Regions from separate parts of the Mus musculus genome. Here all the other regions are linked to region 3. Evidence: chromatin contacts called from public HiChIP or PLAC-seq and promoter capture Hi-C data. All regions are on one chromosome and are shown on one strand. The core of a region is the stretch at or near the end of the contact, and the rest is flanking DNA. Distances in the headings are between cores, read along the strand shown. Region 1 holds the start of Sephs1 (selenophosphate synthetase 1). Region 2 overlaps Ccdc3 (coiled-coil domain containing 3). Region 3 holds the start of Mcm10 (minichromosome maintenance 10 replication initiation factor).

Region 1 (2,905 bases), core at 180-2,679, 130 kb after region 3:
GTACAAAACGGGAAGACTTCCCTTTATAAAGAATCTATTTTCCTACCTCCAATCCTCACGGCCTCAACCAAAAGGCAGGAGAGAGACTCCGAAGAGCACCTTTCTTTTACCTTATTTTCCCTACACTTTCTGGTTAGGAAAGTTTAAAAACGCCTTACATCAAGAAAACTCAGCAGTTAAAAAACTCCCAAGTGCAAGGAGACCTAAGTCACACGGTTTGGCCTCAAAGGAAACTCCAGCTATTTGAAAAGGATGGAATTTGGGGTGTGCTTTGGGTAGAGGGAGTGCGTCCGACCTGGAAGCCACATGTTTACACCTTTAAAACAATGACATGAATATTTAAAGCCCGCGTTTAACCCCTTCGCTCCCGCGGGAGGCGGGCTCGGGCAGCGGGGTGCGGTGGGGCAGCACACCTACCTCCCCGCCAGCCCCCAGGCCCCGCGCGTGCTCACAGGCCCGGGCGCCGCGGCGTGCGCGCCGGGACCCCGCGCCCTCCATGGGGCCGGGCGCGGAGGATGCCACTCAGGGGACACCTTAAGTCTCAGGCTGCCGCCTTTAAAGGCACGGCGGGCGCGGGCCGCGTTCTTTGTACCGCGCCGCGCGGCTGCCGCGGGCAGGCCACCGGCAGGGCCATGCTGCACCGCAGGCCCCGCGTCGCCGCTGCCGCGGAGACCGTCGCCGGCGGGGACCGGAGGGACCCGAGGGCCGAGTGGGGGCGGGGAGGCCCGCGGCTCGGCGCCAGGACACTGGGCGGCTAAGGCAGAGCGCGCGCGCGCGCGGGCTCGCCGTCCGCGCCGCCACACAAAAATGTCGGCGGGCGAAAAGATTAACCCCTGCGTGGCCGCCGCCGCCCTCCCCCTCCGCTCCTCCCTCCCAACCCCGGCCCCGCGTGCCGCGGCGGCGACGGCGGAGGAGGCAGCGGCGCGGGCGGCGCTTCTTTTTTAAAGCGGCCCCACCAAAGCCTGGGCTCGGCCCCCTCTCCAGGCAGGGCGCGCGAAGGGCCCCGGTGCACGGCTCCCCGGCGGTCCCGGGCGGCCCGGAGGGGGATTTGCAACGGCCGCGCCGGGCCTGCGGCCCGCTATTCCCCTTTAAGCCTGCTGCCTCGCCCCCCCTCGCCAGGCCCGCCGCTTACCGGCTCGCTTTGCGCCCTCCGCCTCCTCCCGAAAACGGGCCGCGGCGCTCCCACAATGCACCGGGCGCGCTGGGCTCCCTTAAGCGTCGCCTGAATTTAAAAAAAAAAAAAAAAAAAATGCTGCTCCCGGTGGCGGCGGCACCGCCGGGCGCTCGGACGCCGCGTGGAGCTCGGCCTAGGCTGGGCGCGGCCCTCCGGGAACCGGGCCGCCGCGCTCCCGCCGGCCGGGCGCGTGAGGGTCCCTTTAAGAGCGGCCACCTCCCTTTAAGGCGGCGGGCCGGTGGCCGGAGCGCCTCCGGGTTGCTGGTGGCGGTGGCAGCGGCGGTGGTGGCTGCGTGCGGCCCGGGAAGGGGGCGGGGGCGCTGTGCAGAGGCCCGAGCGCGGCAATGATTGGTCTCGGGGGAGGGGGTGGGGGGTTGCAAACCCCAGGAACGGTGGCATCCGTTGCATGATGCAAAAGAAAAAAGAAAGGAAAAAAAAGGGGGGGGGGTAGATTGATTTCAAAAGTTGCGAGCAGCACTGGCAGCAACCTTGAGTGATGGGGGCCACCTACTTTCGCATCTCTGTCCCGCGAGAAGGGAACAGAGTGTTTTTGTTTTTTGCACAACCTGGCTGGGTGCGATCCCCGCATCACCCACGGGATGCAATACCTGCTCCCGAATCTCTGCTGCAGTGAGACTGTGCCCATGGGAACAATGTGCAGAGTGTAGGAGCCAAGGTCGCCCCCAGTGAGACATTTGAAAACCCAACTTAACCCCGCGCTCCATTCTCAGTGACTCCCATCTTTTCTTCATTCTATTGTTTGAGCGTAGCTCCGCATTTCTTTGGAGTCCCAGTGAAATATGCAAATGCTCTGTGAAGTTTCTTGAATCTTTGATCTGCATTTTGGGGAGGGAGAGTTTATGTTGTCCGGGTTATACCATTTGTTCTTCTCATGTCCAAGTAAACATGGCAGACTAATCCTGTGTGCTTGAATTGACATTGGTAATGCGGTTTCACTTGAAGTAACTTCAGATTTCCGACTTCGTACTGCATTGCTGGTGCAGAGCGTGTCCCTTCGAAGGACTTCTCTGGAAAGCTGAGCAGAGCAAACTTGGTTAGGAATAGGTTCGCATTTTCCCGATTATTTAGAAGCAGAACTGTTGTATCTTTTGGCTGTCTTTAGGTTCGTACACCCCGCAGATGTCCTTTTCATTCCTGAAATTGCCATTTGCCTGTTTCTTAGGAGTGGGATCTAGGGTGCAAAGTGTGGCGAGATGGACACAGGCATCTCCTGCCTTTGTGTCTTTTCTCCACAATACATTTGGGAGAATACAGTAGCACCTGGGCTCCTTAGCATCAGACTTCGGACATCGATTTATCGTTGATGAACGTGGAGTTTCTTCTGAATGGTCAGAAGACACAAACACAGCCTCACCAGATACCACACCAGGACTCCAAAGCCAGAGGGAAAGGGTTATACAGTTACATTTGTCCGGTTCTGCCTTTTAAATTTGATTTTGCATTTTAAACAATGTAACTTTTTTTTGTTCCTCACTTAGTTAAAAAAAAAAGTGATTTTTTTTTTCAAAAGATTTCACAATGAGAAAAAAAAAAAGTGGATGACACAGCAGGACCCCATGTCTAGATTTGTGTGTCCCTCCAAGGAGACTTAGCTCTTTGTTAATGTTGAAGGATGCTCTTTCTCAGTGGTGATGGAGGAATAATACCCTGGGTTAGGGGTTATTGTTTTAATGAAGCTGTACTAAGCCTGCATGTGTACTTGAACTGGAA
Region 2 (2,827 bases), core at 248-2,747, 150 kb before region 3:
CTTAAAGGCGGGTTAGATTTAAACTTGAGAAGTTCAGTCTTAAGTGACCTCAAGGAATATTATTAACTTAGTTGCAAAGCTGGAAAAAGTTGAGGCTCTTTGGAAACTCTTACTACAGCCAAGAACTCCCTGTGGCCTCTTCTTTCGTCTGTCTCTCTCTCTCTCTCTCTCTCTCTCTCTCTCTCTCTCTCTCTCTCTCCCTCTCCCTCTCCCTCTCCCTCTCCCTCTCCCTCTCCCTCTCCCTCTCCCTCTCTCCCTCTCCCTCTCCCTCTCTCTCTCTCTCTCTCTCTCTCTCTCTCTCTCTCTCTGTGTGTGTGTGTGTGTGTGTGTGTGTGTGTGTGTGTGTGTGTCCCTCTAGGCAGTCCCTTTCCTAAGTTTAAATTAGGGTTATGGGCTTAGATCATCCCTTCTCCTCAAGCCCCTGATCCAAGCGAAGGCCAGTCTTTCCAGTAAACACCCTCCCCTCCGGGGTTTTCTCAACCTCTTTCCATCTCAGAAGAGTTAAGGAAGGTGCCCTTACCATGCATGGCACCCCATGCATCACCCTCCCCAAAAGAAAGGGGAGGCCCACACCCTAGTCTCCCATGAAAACAAACCCAAGTTTCATCTCCAGGTTCCCACCCCCCTGCCCTCACCAGCCCAGACTCTGCCTGGGCAGGTATATTCTGGAGTGCTAGGCAGCCCTACCTCTACCTGGCAGACATTAAATTAGCCTTATGCGATTCAGAAGTCTAGGAAAGGGGATTTTCAAAAGTGGAAAGAAATCCACCAGCCCAGTCCAGCCCGCTGATTTTCCAACTAGAGGAGAGGAAAATGGATCAACAAGAAGACAATCTTCCTACGGTCTCAGAACTTGCAAACTCCCCCTCCCACAGATGGGCAAAGCTTGCAGAACTGACTCTCACTAGCCTAGTGTCTGCTAGCCAGAAATCAAGTGGACAAAGTCCCGCCAGCCGTTTTTCTCATCTTACCAGCGCTTCTCACATATTACCACAGAAGCTTGCCACAGGAACATATACGGTATGCAGTTAACTAGTCGTTCTTACCAGAAGGGCTCAATGCATCCCGCTTTACCATCCCTCTCAGCTACGTTACCAAGAACAAGTTAGCCCACTCCCAATCTATAGGAGTGAGGTCTAGCTTCAATGGGTTGGAGCTAGCCAGGCTAAGAACCAGGTCACAGCTCAGGCCCCAAAGGTGTCTTCCACCGTGCATCACACTCTCTTCAGAACAGGAATGGCTAACCCCAGCATAGTTAGTTACATTTGTGTGTTTTGCCTCTGACTTCTGTGAGTCCTTGTATCAGAACCAGCTACATGGACAATGTCAGTTTGTCCTGCTAGCAGCTGGAGCACAGAACAACAGCCCAGATAAAGCCAGGAAGCGACCTCCGAGCCTCAGGGAATCTGGCTTCTGCAGTGCTGGCCTTGGAGCAGCCGGACAGGGAGTGGGTGGGGGTAGCAGCAGACACAGGCAAAGCCTGCCTGTGGGCAGATAACCATAAGAACAGCTCGGCAGGATTCAGTATTCACTCACACATTCACAGAGCATTTACTGAGCACATGGGAAACAAGCCACAGGGGTCAGGCCTGGCAAGATGGCTCTGCAGGTAAAGGACCTGACTTTGATTCAGAACCCACACGGTGGGAGAAAAAAACTGAGTCATACAAATTGTCCTAATTTCCAGATACATGCTGTGGCTTGCACATGTGCACATGCATGTACACACACACACACACACACACACACACACACACACACACACACTAAATATAATAAAATCTTTTACAAAGAGCACTGGAGTCAGAGGAGGGAGTGGGCTAGCAAAGGAGGTGCTGATATGGGGAATGGGATGGTCCAGAATTCTAAGACACACTCTGCCCTAAGAGGAGACTTATCAAACCAAAACTCCACAGTCACAAGGGCCAACATCTTGTGGGGTGTGCTCTCTTCATCTGGTCCCTGGGCTGCTTTCATCCATAGCATCACCACACAAACAGATAAAAACAGACACATGGGCCGTACATAGTGCTGTCTGTATACAAATAATTCAACCCTTGCTGAAAAGAAGACCAGAGAAGAGGGGATGAATCCTGAACCAGTGGAAGACAGAAGATGCTTGGAGTAGACGGACTGTTCTGAAAGACACACTAATGGCAGATACAAGCTATTCTGTATTTGCCCACACACAAATGTAACACCAAACATGGACCCTAATGAAAGCCATGGGGCCCGTGTGATAACAGTATCTATAACTGTAGGCTGACAGATCCTTAAAGCCATGTCCCACCCTGCTGGGGGTGTTGACAGTCAGGGAGGCTGCACATATGTGAAGGCAGCAGGTATGTGGGAGTTTCCTGCATCTCTATCCCACTTGCTGTGCTATAAGAAACAAAATCTATTTTTTTCTAGTTTGGTATATGTGTGTGTGTATAGGTGTGCTTACAAGTGTACACAGGTGTGTGCAGACAGTAGGGATCAATGTCTGATCTAATCCCTAGTTGTTCTTCAGTTTTGCTTTATTAGAGAGAGTCTCTCTCTCTCTCTCTCTCTCTCTCTCTCTCTCTCTCTCTCTCTCTCTCTCTCTCTCTCAACCTGAAACTCACTGGTTTGTCTAATTTGGCTGGCCAGTGAAGTTCAGGGATCCTCCTGTCTCCCCCTCCTTCCACAGTCAGTACTTTCCTAAGCTCCTGACTAAACCAACTCCCTGGTGCCAAATCTAATTTTTCCTTTTTTTTCCTTCCCCCAAGACAATGCCTCACATAGCCCAGGCTGGCCTCCAATTGCTACATAGCCTAGGATGACCTTGAACTTCTGGACCTCCCAC
Region 3 (2,713 bases), core at 154-2,653:
TCACAGGGAAGAAAGGAACTAGAGAGGACCAACAAGAACTGGCCTATCAGCCGGGCAGTGGTGGTGCACGCCTTTAATCCCAGCACTCAGGAGGCAGAGGCAGGCGGATTTCTGAGTTCGAGGCCAACCTGGTCTATGAGTGAGTTCCAAGACAGCCAGGTCTACACGGAGAAACCCTGTCTTGAAAAAAAAAAAAAAAGAAAAAAAAAGGACTGGCCTATCTAATTATTGAAGTCTCTTTATCACTGTGAAATTTTCATACTAGAATTATTCCTAATCCTGAGCCAGGAGCACAGGCTTTGATAACGATGAGATGGAGAAGAAGAAAACTCCGTGTCCAGGCATCAAGATTCTTTGCTTTCTAGTCACACACTGGGTAAACAGAGTGGAGAGATAGAGACACCAATGCTGTCTTATCTCAAATCAACTAGTGGATGAATTCAGACTCTAAAGAGTGTCACTTGGAGGTGCGTGTGGTCACTGTAATCCCAGCACTCTTGAAGCTGAGGCAGGTTTCAAGAATCCTAGGCCAGGGGTGTGAATCCAGCTCCATGGCAGTGGCACAGGGCATGCTTAGAATCCATGAACCCCGTTATCCAATCATCAGCACAAAGGAAAAGGAAGAGGGGGAGGGAGGAGGAATCCCAGGACACTCTGGATCCTGCTACATACTGTTTTAAAGTAATCCAGGCAGGCACTCTAAACCCAGTAGGTGGGAAGCAGAGTCTTGAGTTCAAGGCTCACCTGATCTACACAGAAAGGTCAAGGCCAGAGCTTCTTGGAGAGACCCTGTCTTAAACATCAACAAAACTGTGCATGGAAGTCTTTGGAATTATGGAGGGTAAATATTCTGCATTTGGAAAATGGTTTTAGACCTATGTATAAATACTTGTAAAGAAAAGTTTGAATTTTACTGAAGAATGATCTGATAAATTATTCTCAACTCTGACATAATCTAGTTCCCTGAATCTGCACTATTCTAGGGATATTGTTTTCTGCGTCCAAAAATATCTAGCCTTTCCCTCGTTTACAGGTGTAGAAACAAAATCTGAAGAAATGGTAGTTCCTGTAGGTCAGACAGAGTGAAAAGTAGAAACTTTCATCTCTCTCTCTATTCAAATCCTAATATCTAAACTGGACATAGGAGCAGCAAAACTGGTTGGGACTTCAATAAGTTTACTTCCAGCAGGGAAACCAGTTGAGTGTTAACTTACAGAGATGGGCTGGAGCTCTGCTATGTGAATCTTAATTATGGGAATCTGCAGCCTCACCAACCGGAAGTTCTTTGCCCATAACAAAGATGGCCAATCAGGTTGCTCTACTGAGAGGCGGTGCTTCCCCCAGCCAAGGATCTGTGTGGTCCAAGAGTTCCGGTGGAGCCAATCAGAGCGTCCTCCACAAATGAACGCGTCGACGTCAGAGTTGGGCGGAGCCCAATTTAGTTTTTTGGCGGGATCCGCTGTGGACCGGGAAGAGGCCCGGGTCTTAGGTAAGCGTCACGGGGTTTGCGTGTGTCCGGAACTCTGGGCATCCACGCAGGGATTGGGGTCTGAGGGAGAGGCGCGGGCTCTGAGGGGCAAAGGCGCCGAGATCTGGATCCAGCGGAGCAGGCGACCTTTGGCCGAGGCTGGAACGGGCAAGGCGCCGGGGCTGGAAGATGGAGGGCTCGAGTGCTTAAGGAGCCCGTTTTGGGTTGTCTTCTCTTTTCTCTTCTCTTTTCTTTTCTCTTCTCTTCTCTTCTCTTCTCTTCTCTTCTCTTCTCTTCTCTTCTCTTCTCTTCTCTTTTTTCTTTCTTTTTAAATATTGGTTGATTATATGTAAGCTGTCTTTATACACACCAGAAGAGCGCGTCAGATCTCCTTACAGATGGTTGTGAGCCACCATGTGGTTGCTGGGCTTTGAACTCAGAACCTTTGGAAGAGCAGTCAATGCTCTTAACCGCTGAGCCACCTCCCCAACCCGGTTGTTTTCTTTTTTTAAGAGCGCCCTTTTATTTTTGTTTTTTAAAAGTTTATTTCTGCCGGACAGTGGTGGTGCACTCTGAAGAGGATCCTTATAACAAGCACACAGTGGTGGACAAATGTGCAGTTAACTAGGGCAGAGGGGCTCTAGAGGGAACCTTCGGGGTATGGCCGACTAGAAAGGCTCAGAAATTAGCTAGTTGGAGATGAGAAAGTACTCTAAAAGAGCTTTCTAGACAAAATGCCTAAGCTGAAAACAGTTCAAGAAGCTGAAAGCAAGCTAATCTAGCAGGAAGATGCAAACACAGGGAATTGAGGAAATAGAAACAAGGAAGAAGGTACCCACCCATTGCTTCTCAGGCGGGCATTGTGGATGTGGTTCTAAGGATAATTGAAAGCAGCAGAATGTAAATAAGTATACCGTAAGCCAGAACAGAACAAGTTAAGCACAATTGCCTGGCCTACACGGTAGGGTTTATATCTGAGGAAACACTAAAGCAAGGCAGAAGGCCATATCCAGATTCGGGGTGCACCAAAACCCAATCCTTTTACCAGAGTGGGTTCTATAGCCATGCTCCCACATACAACAGGAACAAACATGTCTTATAAATTGAATGCAAATGTTTGTTGAAGGAGGCTGGAAATCAGGTCCAAGAACCATCCAGGGAGCAAGCTATACTTGAGGTTAAAGGCCCTCTCTCTGCCTTTCCCCTCTGGGGCCTCTCTCAGAGTTCGTTCACTGTTTGGCAGAA

Evidence for each region. HiChIP or PLAC-seq counts read pairs in DNA pulled down with a chosen protein or histone mark. Capture Hi-C pulls out chosen DNA fragments and counts their contacts.
Region 1: a promoter capture Hi-C map of liver shows a contact between it and region 3. The contact joins the promoter of Sephs1 here to the promoter of Mcm10 in region 3. A contact is called at or near these places in 2 of 39 promoter capture datasets (the HPC-7 cell line and liver), 4 of 484 Hi-C or Micro-C datasets (CD4 T cells, Th1 cells, double positive thymocytes and 1 more), 11 of 115 datasets of contacts at active chromatin or transcription factors (the SCID.adh cell line, bone marrow-derived macrophages, effector CD8 T cells and 4 more) and 4 of 9 other capture datasets (adipose tissue, liver, macrophages and 1 more).
Region 2: a contact with region 3 is called in an H3K27ac HiChIP or PLAC-seq map of embryonic stem cells, with 5 read pairs. The contact joins the enhancer-like site here to the promoter of Mcm10 in region 3. A contact is called at or near these places in 1 of 15 datasets of contacts at CTCF or cohesin (pro-B cells), 5 of 484 Hi-C or Micro-C datasets (embryonic stem cells and myeloid progenitors), 1 of 115 datasets of contacts at active chromatin or transcription factors (embryonic stem cells) and 1 of 9 other capture datasets (adipose tissue).

The regions. Positions count from the first base shown.
Region 1 is chr2:4,880,088-4,882,992 of GRCm38.p6, reverse strand. It overlaps Sephs1 (selenophosphate synthetase 1), which reads right to left and starts at 1,429. Exons shown (of 9, transcript NM_175400.6): 1 at 1,133-1,429.
Region 2 is chr2:5,161,586-5,164,412 of GRCm38.p6, reverse strand. The region is part of intron 2 of Ccdc3 (coiled-coil domain containing 3); the gene reads right to left. Among named protein-coding and RNA genes, the nearest start is that of Ccdc3, 25 kb to the right of the region's middle. Within about 2 kb of position 1,497, at least 16 of the 459 cell types and tissues checked have an H3K27ac peak or open chromatin away from gene starts, as enhancers often do. A contact at or near this core is called in embryonic stem cells, where this site is marked.
Region 3 is chr2:5,011,481-5,014,193 of GRCm38.p6, reverse strand. It overlaps Mcm10 (minichromosome maintenance 10 replication initiation factor), which reads left to right and starts at 1,403. Exons shown (of 20, transcript NM_027290.3): 1 at 1,403-1,489.